2 separate regions of the Ovis aries genome follow, and region 2 is linked to region 1. The links are chromatin contacts, called in public Hi-C maps. All regions are on one chromosome and are shown on one strand. The core of a region is the stretch at or near the end of the contact, and the rest is flanking DNA. Distances in the headings are between cores, read along the strand shown. Region 1 has its middle 220 kb from the start of ESM1. Region 2 holds the start of SNX18 (sorting nexin 18).

Region 1 (5,988 bases), core at 1,416-3,915:
CGGAATAATATCTGCAAGACCAGCAAAATTTATTCACAAACTGCACTTAAAAGCTAAAGGTAGGACCAGGTTTTTAAATGTGAAACCTTAATAAATCAGTTGCTAATTTAAAAACAACAAAGCAAACCTCAGAACAGTTGCCTCTGCAAAACCACAGTTTTGGGCATGCTGCTGCTGCAGCTAAGTCGCTTCAGTCATGTCCAACCTTGTGCAACCCCATAGACAGCAGCCCACCAGGCTCCTCTGTCCCTGGGATTCTCCAGGCAAGAACGCTGGAGTGGGTTGCCATTTCCTCCTCCAATGCATGAAAGTGAAAAGTGAAAGTGAAGTCGCTTATTTGTGCTTGACTCTTCGTGACCCCATGGACTGTAGCCTACCAGGCTCCTCCGTCCATGGGATTCTCCAGGCAAGAGTACTGGAGTGGGGTGCCATTTCCTTCTCCTATGGGCATGAGAAACAGCTATCAATGAGCTAGCCTTCATTGCTAAGGTCCTTAGTTCAGTTGGGTATAAGGCCACACACCTTGACCCCACAAGATACTTCCTGAGAGAGCTTGCAGTGCTCTCCATGGTCAGGATGGGGTAGGGTGGGAGTTCCTACAGCTGCCCATTGCCCATGCCCCAGACACTACGTTCAGTCTTTCCTGTTCTACCACTCAGTCACCATGGTGGTCAAGAGCTTCTTTATGGAGCATCATCTTCCCTGTGGACCAGCATCTCCTGAACTACATCTGGGCAGAAAGACCCAGCTCCCCTCTGCCCTGGTACCCTCCTGTCCTGGGTTTCTTCCCCCACCTTCACTGCAGGGTTTTTACTCAGGAGAAGCTAGGGTTCTCACCACCTTTCTCATGGAGCCACACACATAGCTCACTCTACATCTTCTTCCCTCATTGGGAAGCTTCTGCCTCAGAAAGGCAGAAATCTAGCTTTTCATCTGGCCTCTTCCAATCCATTGTTTAATGCTTTATACCCTCTTCTTCAGGTTCTGGGTAGTGACAGACTGTATTTTCCACAATACGCACAACAATACGTTCACTTCACAAGCTTGTCTCCCATATTCAGGTGAGAGAAGGCTCCAGATCCCTCTAGCTTACTCCTCTGAGTTAGAAAACAGAAGCAGTAAAGACAAAAGTGGAAATGTTGTCCAGAGGGGAGAGGAAGCAAGGACATGACATGCTGGATATTTATCAATTCATTCAGTCATTCATTCAACAAACCACTGGCAGAGAGTATCAGATTGCATCCTTGGAACAATAGTAACAACAGTCTTTCACTACCATGTGCTAGGCTCTGTTCTGAACACTGTACACATATAACATTAAATCTTCACAACAATCCTGTGAAGTGGATGTTGTCATGAACCCATCTTACTGATGAAGACTTAGGTACAGAGTGATTTAGCAAAGTCCCACACCGAGTAAGTGATGAAGCTGGGATTCAAACCCCGCTAAGAACAGGGTCCTGGCAGGAGGCATCAAAGGACAAGCAGTACCCACTCATTTGCTCAGCAAGCATTTATGAAGCACCTGCTGCTGCTAAGTTCTGGGGGGATAAGGGTGAACTGAAGCCAGTCCCTGCCTTCCTGAGGCTTACAGAATGGTGGGGGAAACTGATGCTGAAACAGGCACTAAAATAGAGTGTGATAAGTTGTGGGGGTTCCAAACCCAGCTCTTGGAGACCAGGCAAGGCTTTTCCAGGGAAGAGGGGAGGAATAAATGGAACTCTGAAGGAGGCATGCAGCTGGCTTACCAGGTGGGGTAAAGGGAGGGGAAGAAAAGCCACATCCACAGACTGAGAGAGCAGCAAGCCATGGCTGGAGAGGGAAGCGAGGTGAGGAAAGCCCAGAACCCAGATGCTCTTTAAGGCGATTAGACACGTGACGTTCTAACCCCACTGGAAGGCCACTGAGGGGGACAGGAGGCCTGGCTTTAGGTAGGGAAATGGTGTTGCACTAACCACAGACCTTGGTGGGCTTCACAGAGACAAAGATTCTCTCCTTGACTGACTCGAGGCGGACCCCTCTGATCCCTCTTCTCAGCTGGGCCTCAGCCTTGGCCTAAAACACCTGAACAGGCACGAACATGCCGGGTGAAGGGATAGTTAGGAAGTTTGGGATCGACATGCATACTCGGCTATATTTAAAATGGTGCACATCTACATGCAGACCCACTGTAGAGCACAGCGAGCTCTGCCCGATGTTTTGTGGCTGCCTGGATGGGAGGGCAGTATGGGGGAGAATGGATACATGTGTATATATGGCTGAGTCCTTGAAACTATCACAGCATTGTTAATCAGCTAAACTTCCATCTAAAATGAACAGTTTGAAAAAAAATTTCCAACAGCTCAAGGCCACGCTCCAAGGGTGACTCTCACTGCCCTTAAAGTGCTTGCCTGAGGAAACTCAGGAATTTACTGTCTGTTCCAGCAACGAGCACCTGAGACTGTCCCCTGACCACCCTTTCTTAGAGCATTTACTGGAAAGGGATTGCCGTTGTGAGCCTTTCCCCTGCCCCTTTGAGACTCACACGAGTGTCTTTCTCAAGGACCTGGAAGCCATTCCTCACAATGTGATCATCAGGAAGAACAGGGCCTCTGTCCCCCAGTCTTTGTGGGAGGACAGAATTCTAACTCTGATATGACTGTCAGCTAACGCTGGTCTAATGGCATATACAGCAACCACGCATCTGTGATCTTTCACTTCCCTGATTCTACTGAACACCACCCCTCCTTCCCACCCAGTCATTCTGCCGTTAAAACATCCAGTCACCTCTGTACAAACTGAAGTTAAGTTCAGTTAACTCTGGATTCTTCTCCCTATTTTGACAGTGTATTACTGATTAAAATCTGCCCTTTCCACTTTAACTAGAATCCGGCTTTGGTTAGCTTTAACGATAGTTCAGCTCCAAACCATACGCAAAACCAACAAACTCACTGGGCAGAATTATTTCAGCTTGTGTCCGGCCACATACAGTGTAAGTATCTGTTTGCACAATCCCCAAGGCCTGATGCACAGAGGCTCGTGCACACTGGGCCATTCACAAAGCTCGCCTTCTGGGCCTGACGTGGTCAGTTATACCTCCATGCAGAACAAGAAACCGCTGACTCACAGAAAACAGAGCACATTTATAAACAGGAAGCTGAGTGTGTGACCACAGACATTCAGCATCTGATAGCAATTGCTGGATGTGGCAAAAAAAAAAAAAAAAAAAAAATTCAATTAAAAAAAAAATCTGTGCCACTAAATTAGAATTCTCTGGTTCATGGAAATACAATCCTACTATTGATCATTTATTCAAGACTTAAATATGGCAAGTTCTTATTTGGTCAGCCCGAGCTGCTGAGTCAGGCAGCCTGCAAATATTGATTGAATCCCTTGGAGCATGTGGTTTTCCCATTTTTCATTCTCCTCCCTTCCCAAGCAGAGCAAAAAGGCTCCTTGATGAAGTTCTCATGGTCCATACAGAAGGGATTTGTTTTCCCTTTGACTCTGAAGCCTGCACTGCAGGCTGTCTCCATCAGGGGGTGCCCAGAAAGGATGCACAAATACTGGCACTTAAACCCTGCTGTGCAGTGACACCCACAAAGCATTGAGTGGCTGGTGCTGAAGTGCAGACGTGCTGGGAGCCACCAGAGCAGAGTATGTCAGAGGACTAGTTCTTTCTCTATTTCAGCAGCAGAGGAGCTGCTCATTTTCCCTCTCATTCACGGTGGGACTGGTTTCGAGCAAACTGACCCAAGAAGGCTGAATTCAGTGGCCAAGGAAAGAGCTAGATGATGATCCCACAAAGTTTTCCAGGAATGGGCACCATTGCCATGTTTGTCCTCAGGGCAAAGGTACCTGAGTGATATTTGGAATCTCTGCACTTCCTGTCTGGAATATCATGCTCTGTGTAATAATAGACCAGTACCCGCTACATGTGAAGTTATAGGGAGTAGCTAAGGGCTTTATGTGCACAGTGTGGTTTAATCTGCACAATAGCCTTAGGAGAGAAGTATTGACAGCCTGGTTGGGTGAATCAGTAATAACAGCTCTGGGGAACCAGCGAATGGCCAGGAGCTGGGATTCTGGCTCTGGTGTGTCTGGTTTCAGACCATAGCCATTTGTCTAACTTAATGCTAAAGTTTTAGAGCAGGATGTATCCCTTACTTTATACTATAATTAGAACTACTGATCTTCAAGTATTACCTACAAAGAAAACATTTGTTTGGTTTTCAGCTTCCCACAGAGCAGAAAGCACTGCTTCTTTATTATTTACAAAGAAAATGCTCTTAGAATTTGCAAGTAGCAGTGATGTGTCCTGGTGACTTTGTGGTAAAGAATTCGCCTACAGGAGATGCGGGTTCTATTCCTGGGTCAGGAAATCCCCTGCAGAAGGAAATGGCACCCACTCCAGTATTCTTGCTGAGAATTCCCATGGACAGAGGGGCCTGGAGGGCGACAGTCCCTGGAGTCACAAAGAGTTAGACATGACTTAGCGACTGAGCATGCAAAAAAAAAAAAGAAAAGAAAAGACAAGCTCATCCAAGTACCTTGGACAACCTGTAAATATTGATATTTATAATAACTAACGTTTATGGACAGGGAGGCCTGACGTGCTGCAATTCATGGGGTCACAGAGTCGGACACGACTGAGCAACTGAACTGAACCGAACATTTATGGAGTATTTTTTTTACAGCATTAATTTCCATTTTTATTTCATGAAATTGGAACAAGAACTTAAAAGACACTTGTGAAATAATCTGAGTACAGATTTTTTCTGGAGTCTTCCAATTTTTTTCCAAATCTTTTACTATTATTTTTCCCAGGTTTAATTTAATTATTTTTATTTTATTTTAATTTTAATTGGAGGCTAATTACTTTACAATATTTTAGTGTTTTTTGTGATACATTGACATGAATCAGCCATGGGTGTATATGCGTTCCCCATCCTGAACCCCCCTCCCACCTCCCTCCCCATCCCATCCCTCAGGGTCATCCCAGTGCACCAGCCCTGAGCACCCTGTCTCATGCATCAAACCTGGACGGGTGCTCTGTTTCGCATATGATAATATACATGTTTCAATGCTATTCTCTCAAATCATCCCACCCTTGCCTTCTCCCACAGAGTCTAAAAGACTGTTCTATGCATCTGTGTCTCTTTTGTTATCTTGCATATAGGGTCATCATTACCATCTTTCTAAATTCCATATATATGTGTTAGTATACTATATTGGTGTTTTTCTTTCTGATTACTTCACTCTGTATAACAGGCTCCAGTTTCATCCACCTCATTAGAATTGATTCAAATGTATTTTTTTAATGGCTGAGTAATACTCCATTGTGTATATGTACCACAGCTTTCTTATCCATTCGTCTGCCAATGGACATCTAGGTTGCTTCCGTGTCCTGGCGGTTATTATGAAGTATTTATTCTGTGCTGAATAGTACACTTTTTTGTTAGCTCCATTTTAAAGATGAGGAGTCTTGAGGCTTAGAAAGGCTAGGCAGGATTTTAATGCAAGCATGCTGACTCCAGAGCCCCTGCTCTCAGTCATTTGCTATACTGCGAAAGAACTATGTCTGGACCTGGGGTTATATTTATATAAGGAGCAAGCTACTACTTCCTCATTTCATTAAAGCCTGAAGAAAGGGTTCCTTGAGCAATGACAATGACTACAGACTTAGACTGGGGTTTCCAGAAGCAGATACTGAGCCATGTCCTTCTACAAGTGTCCATAAGGAAGTGCTCCCATAATGAGTCCAGTAAAAAGTAGAGGAAATAGCAGAGAAAGGAAGAGTGAAAAAGCTGGCTTTAAATTCAACATTCTAAAAACGAAGATCATGGCATCTGGTCCCATCACTTCATGGCAAATAGATGGGGAAATAATGGAAACAGTGAAAGACTTTATTTTCTTGGGCTCCAGAATGCCTGCAGATGGTGAGTGAAGGCATGAAATTAAAAGACGCTTGCTCCTTGGAAAGAAAGTTATGACCAATCTAGATAACAT
Region 2 (5,988 bases), core at 1,164-3,663, 240 kb after region 1:
TCCTGAAATTTGGCCGAGTCTTTTACCTTATTTTACAAAGGCTGCAAGCAAGAAGACTGCAGGAAATTTCTATGCCGCCCCATTTAAGTAGTACCTACAGAGAACTGACCCTAATTTCCCTACCAATGCAGGGGCTGAGATGAGCAGAGGGGCAAAAGCAGGACCTACCTTTCTGCAGATATCCACTCTTGCCCCTGATTTCCACACTTCCCAAAACCCACGGCTAAGTGACACTGCCAGTGTTCAAATGGATGCCTAACATGGCTTGGGTCCCCTTCTCATTCTACCCTAGACACAAGATGATCGATCCCAGAAGCTCATTACCCAGCTATTCAAACTCTAAAATGACAGCACTGTTGCCAAAAGTGCTCTCCCAACCTCCTCTGAAGAGTGTACCCGCAGCCTGTCTGGAAATACTTTTAAGGAGGAAGCTACCAGCCCACCATCCGCCCTACCCTTGGGGCACCGCCTGGCTGCCCACATCCCTGCCGGGATCCCGACCTGTGGGATATTAATCTGAAACAGACAATGGGACTTCTGTCAAAGTGACCCTCTCAGCCTGAACAACACATCCCACACCGTACGCTCTTAAGGCCAGGCTTTACCTTTCTGGACGTGGATGATGTCAGGGAAGTTGGCCAGGTGGCCCTGATACAACGCCAACAGGTCCATTACCGGGTCCAGGTCTTGCCTGGGCTGCTCGGCGAAGAGCTCGCCGATGGCGTCGTAGGCATCTCCGGTGAAGGCGATGGCCTGGTTCAGGCCGGCCGAGAAGGCCTGCTGGTCCAGCTCAAAGGCCTGGCTGAGGCCGCGGAAGGACTGCCCCACCCTCTGGTACTCCTTCTTGAAGCCGGTCACCTGCTTGCGCGCGAACTCGTTGGCTGTGTGGTTGAGCTGCAGCGCGCTGTCGTCCATCTTCTTGGTGAAGCTCTTGAAGCCTTCGATCTTGCTCTCCACCTCCTGCAGGTCGAGGGCGGCGGCGGGGGGCGTGCTCAGGGTCAGGAAGAAGTTGGCGCCCACCATCTCATCCTTCTCGGCCTTTCTCTTGCCCTGCTTCCAGGCCTTCTCGTCGGTGCTGCTGGGGCAGGTCAGGAAGTGCTGGAAGACGTCGCACTGTGCCAGCACCGGGTGGCTGGCCATGTGGTTCATCCACCAGATGAGGCCCTTTCTGCGCTTGGAGATGAAGTCCTCCTCGAAGCGGCCGGTGGCCTGCTTCTCGGGCAGGTGGGGCACCGAGATGACGGGGAACTTCTCAGCCAGACGCGCGTACAGCCAGTCGAAGTGCTTGTAGCGCCGGTGCACCGGTACCTGCGTGTGCGTAGGCACCAGCTTGTACGAGATGTAGCTCTTCATGCCCTTGAACTTGGTCTGCTTGGTGGGGTCGTCGATGGTGCACTGGAAGGGATAGGGGTTCTCCTGCCACTCGGGGCCATAGGGGCCCAGCACCACGCACAGCTTGTCCCCATCCTTCACGAAGCCCGACGCCTCACCCAGCACGAAGGCCTCCCCGCCCGACTTGACGAAGGTGGAGAAGCGGTTGAGGTTACGGCTCACGGTGGCCGAGCTCTTGGCCCCCGACGGGTGGTGCTGCGGGGGCGCAGAGCCGCCGCGGGAGCCCAGCGACAAGTCGGAGCGCGTGGACAGGCGGTAGCGGCCAGCAGCGCCGACGCCCCCAGACGACGAGCCGTCGAGGTCTGGGTAAGCGCCGCTCCCCAGCGCGCCCGGCTCGTCAGCCACGGTGGAGCTGTCGTCCCACTCATCGTCCCAGTCATCGTCGCTACCCTGGCTGGCCTGGTAGCCGCCGCCGCCGTAGAGCTGCTGCGGCGACGGCTGCAGGGCGCTCCCGCCGTACGAGAAGCCCGCGCCCGGCGGCTGGAAGGTGCTCGCCGGCGGCGCCTGTTGCGGTTGCAGCAGCGGCTGGAAGGCGTCGGGTGGCGGCTTGAAGGAGGTGGGCGGCGCGGCAGGCAGGGGCTCGAAGCCGCCGGGTGGCACGTTGGCGTAGCGGGCCGGGGCGCCCGGGCCGCCGTCGCCAGCCGGGCTGGGCTCGGGGGCGCGGATCACCTGCACGTAAGAGGCCGGGAAGAGGCCGCGGTCTCCGCGGCTGTTGATCCCCTCGAGCCAGCCTTCGATGTCCTGTTCGCTGCACAGGCTCAGCACCTCGTGCTCCCGCAGCGAGATCTCGCCCGGGTTCTCCGACCTGAAGTCGTAGAGCGCCCGGGCGCGCAGCGCCATGGTCCCGGCACCCCGGCGGGCTGCCCCCTGACCCCCGGCGCCCTGAGCCTGGCGCCCGCCCGAGGGGCCTGCGGTGGTGCCCGCGCCGTGGCGCGCGGAAAGGAGCCCCGAAGGCAGTACACGCTCCTGAGCCCCCACCCGCCGGTCGCGCCCTCCGCGCCGCTCCGCTAGCAGCGCAGACTGCCGCGCTGGGCCGCCGCCGCCGGTCGGGGGCGGGGCCCGGGGCCTCCCACGTCCCCAGCTGCGCTAATCCACGGCCGAGAGCCGCGCTCCAGGCGAGAGCAAGCGATGGCCGAGCCGCCGCGCACGACCCCAGGTTCGACTCCGTGGCCGCCACTGCCCCCTTGTGGCCAGTGCCGTTCAGTGAGGCCCAGGGGTGAGAGCTTGAGGGTGAAGGTTTCTATTCAGAAGTGAACTGAGATTTTTCTTTTTTAGGCTTTTAAGTTGAAAAAAAAAAAAGTATCCTAGAAAGTAAGTTAATATTTTCATTGCTGATTAACGTTCCCGCTCTGAGTGCTCAGTGAATACTCGTACAATGACATAAACCCACGCGTCTGTTGAAGGGTTTTCAGTGAAGGTTAGCTATTGCGCTAAGAAAGACGGAATGCCGGGAGGGGCGCTGTAAACTGACGGAGGAGCTCCCTAACATCTACCCACTGTAGGTTTTTGGTCAAAAAAGAGAGGAGCGTGACAAGAGCAAAGTAAGGAAGGCGTTGCGTTTCACCAATTAAGAGGCTAAAGGTGGTGTGGCGGAGGGAGGCATTGGAGAGTTTACACTAAAATGAATGTGCTGAGAAAGCTTGCATTTTGTCTGTGTCCCTTCCCTAAAACGCTTGAATGAAAGTTTACGCTTCCGCCCCAGGCTACTGGGGTCGATCTGTCTTCTGATAATCCCTGCCTGTATGACCTTGAGCAAGTCACTTTTTGCACTCCGGGATTTGTGGGGATTTGATAATCGTGCAGACAGAGGAGGAAAATGAAACAGAGAGTTAGCATTATAGGTGGGAAGCACAGTTTAAGTGTTTGCTGCCGCTGTTGCTGCTGCCGTTGTTATTTTGAAAAGCAAAAACCTTGTCCTCCTTCATAAGAAAGAAAGAAAAGAAAGAAGAAAGTGAAGTCACTCAGTTCTGTCCGACTCTTTGTGACCCCATGGACTGTAGCCCACCAGGCTCCTCCATCCATGGAATTTTCTAGGCAAGAATACTGGAGTGGGTGGCCATTTCCTTCTCCAGAGGATCTTCCTGACCCAGGGATTGAACTCAGGTCTCCCTCACTGCAGGCAGACACTTTAGCACCTGAGCCACCAGGATGCTAAACTGCTTCAGTCGTGTCCGACTCTTAGCGACCCCATGGACTGTAGCCCACCAGCCTCCTCTGTCGATGGGATTCTCCAGGCAAGAATACTGGAGTGGGTTGCCATTTCCTTCTCCATTATAAAGAGAATAGGGGTCCTAAAATTACAGTCTCCGGATATGTGCTGGAGGAAGGGTACCAGTGTTCAGACCCCTGCTCCTAGTCTGGACTCAGTGACCACCCCTCTCCATTCGTCTCACTATGTTTATATTATTTTTAAGATAAGTAGATAAAATCACTTCCTGAAGTTTAAATCAATGCCAATCTCCTAGAGTTGCCTTATTTCACATTTTCTTTTCTTTCAGAGTATAATTTGCCTAAAGCTTTTTCTTCTCAGAATCTCCTCTTATTAAGTCTAGCCTAATTATTCCTTTGAAGACACCTCTAATTGGGTGTTAGCATTCATATGTCATTAATTTCATCCTGTCTTCTGACCCTTTTCAAGCAAATCTGGGAAACAAGCCAGAAGAGTATACAATCATTATAAGAGCTGTGGAATTCTAAGCTTCCTGCACAAAACCACCAACCCAGTATACCAGAGTTACTCCCACAGTATTTATCCCTAATACAAACCCTTAATTCAGTTCAGTAAGCAACTTCTGAATTACACCACTTGTAGCTGAAAATTCTGGGTTAGGACAGTTCTCACAGCAAGTAACAGAGGTCACTCAATTTTGATGTCAGCAATTGATGTGGTCAGAATCATGACATCAACATCTATGAAACATCAAGATTACAATTTATTTTGCTTATTAGCTCCTGAGAAGCTAATCTGAAATATTTAAGATAAATCTATTCTGTTTCACCTTTACTATTCATCTGGTAGTTAACCTTAAAGAGTTATTTAAGTAGCATGAAACTTGTGATGCTTTGGGATTTCAAATAGGGAGGGAGACTGAAAATCTGTTTCAGGTGTGAATGTTGCTGAAATTTGAGGGGATTTATAGATAGGTTGGACTTCTCTGTAGAGTCATGGCTGGGGAACTGCTGGATTCCAGAGGTTGTTTGCAGAACCAGTGCAGGAGCAAATGTTTAGCGGTCATGAACGACAGGGACATGGTTCCTAGCCCCATGGCACCCTAATAGCAGGAAAGACCCCACCCCTTAAAGGCCGTGGATAGCTAGAAAATATACTCAAGTATTAAATCTTATAAATGTTCACTCAAGGAAGTAGATATAGTAGTACATTGTAAAGAGATTTCTCTAGAAAATGAAGCATATTACTTCAATTTACAGAACTTCAATTAACTCAATTTACAGAATCATCATTATAACCATCAACTATTTCCATCTCATTATGCTTTTCTAAAAACAAGTCACTAGGGAATACTAAATGGCTCCAAACATTTTCACACTTCTTTCCTTGGCCTCAGAGGTAGGAGGCCTCACCCTTAGGTGGCTGGGCTCCTGCCCCTCTTTCTATCCCTCTCTTCCACTGGAGAGAAACCGCAGTGGTTTCTCTGCTATTTCTGGAACAAGACAAGCATGCCTTGCTTTTTTTTTTTTTTCCAGTAGACTTTGGTTTTTTAGAGCAGTAGTAGGTTCATAGCAAAACTGAGCAGAAAGTAAAGAGATATTTCCGTATACAGCCTGCCCCTCTACTACCACCCCCATACACAGCCTCCCCATGGACACATCCATCACCCAAACTCCAGAGCTTGTGTTAGGATTCACTCAGTGTTGTACATTCTGTGGGTTTGGACAAATGTATAATGACATGTATTCACCATTACATTATCATACAGAATACTTTCACTGCCCCAAGACGACTCTTGTTCTGCCTGCTAATCCCTTCCCTCCTCCCTCCTCAGTTCAGTTCAGTTCAGTCGCTCAGGCTCAGTCGTGTCCGACTCTTTGCGACCCCATGAATCGCAGCACGCCAGGCCTCTCTGTCCATCACCAACTCCCGGAGTTCACTCACACTCACGTCCATCGAGTCGGTGATGCCATCCAGCCATCTCATCCTCGGTTGTCCCCTTCTCCTCCTGCCCTTAATCCCTCCCAGCATCAGAGTCTTTTCCAACGAGTCAACTCTTCGCATGAGGTTATTGAAGTCAGTGAAGTTGCTCAGTCGTGTCCGACTCTTTGCAATCCCATGGACTATAGCCTACCAGGCTCCTCCACCCACGGAATTTTCCAGGCAAGAGTACTGGAGTGGGTTGCCATTTCCTTCTCCAGCATGAGGTTATTAGAAGGGCTAAAATCCAGAACACTGATAACACCAAATGATAGTGAGGATTTGCAGTAAACAGGGACTCTCATTCTTTGCTGGTGGGAATGCAAACTGGTACAGTCATTGCAGAAGACCATTGGAATTTTCTTACAAAATTAAACATACTTCAGTAATCGCATTACTTGATAGTCACCCAAAGGAATTGCTAACTTACAGCCACACAGATACCT

What was found. Hi-C and Micro-C count contacts between places; a contact is called where the count stands out from the background.
Region 2: a Hi-C map of liver shows a contact between it and region 1, with 4 times the contacts expected there. The contact joins the promoter of SNX18 here to the enhancer-like site in region 1. A contact is called at or near these places in 3 of 16 Hi-C or Micro-C datasets (hypothalamus, liver and skin fibroblasts).

The regions. Positions count from the first base shown.
Region 1 is chr16:24,533,841-24,539,828 of ARS-UI_Ramb_v3.0, forward strand. No RefSeq gene overlaps it. Among named protein-coding and RNA genes, the nearest start is that of ESM1, 220 kb to the left of the region's middle. Within about 2 kb of position 2,666, at least 20 of the 54 cell types and tissues checked have an H3K27ac peak or open chromatin away from gene starts, as enhancers often do. A contact at or near this core is called in hypothalamus and liver, where this site is marked.
Region 2 is chr16:24,775,864-24,781,851 of ARS-UI_Ramb_v3.0, forward strand. SNX18 (sorting nexin 18) reads right to left here and starts at 2,414. Exons shown (of 2, transcript XM_004023198.5): 1 at 606-2,414. The coding sequence starts at 2,232.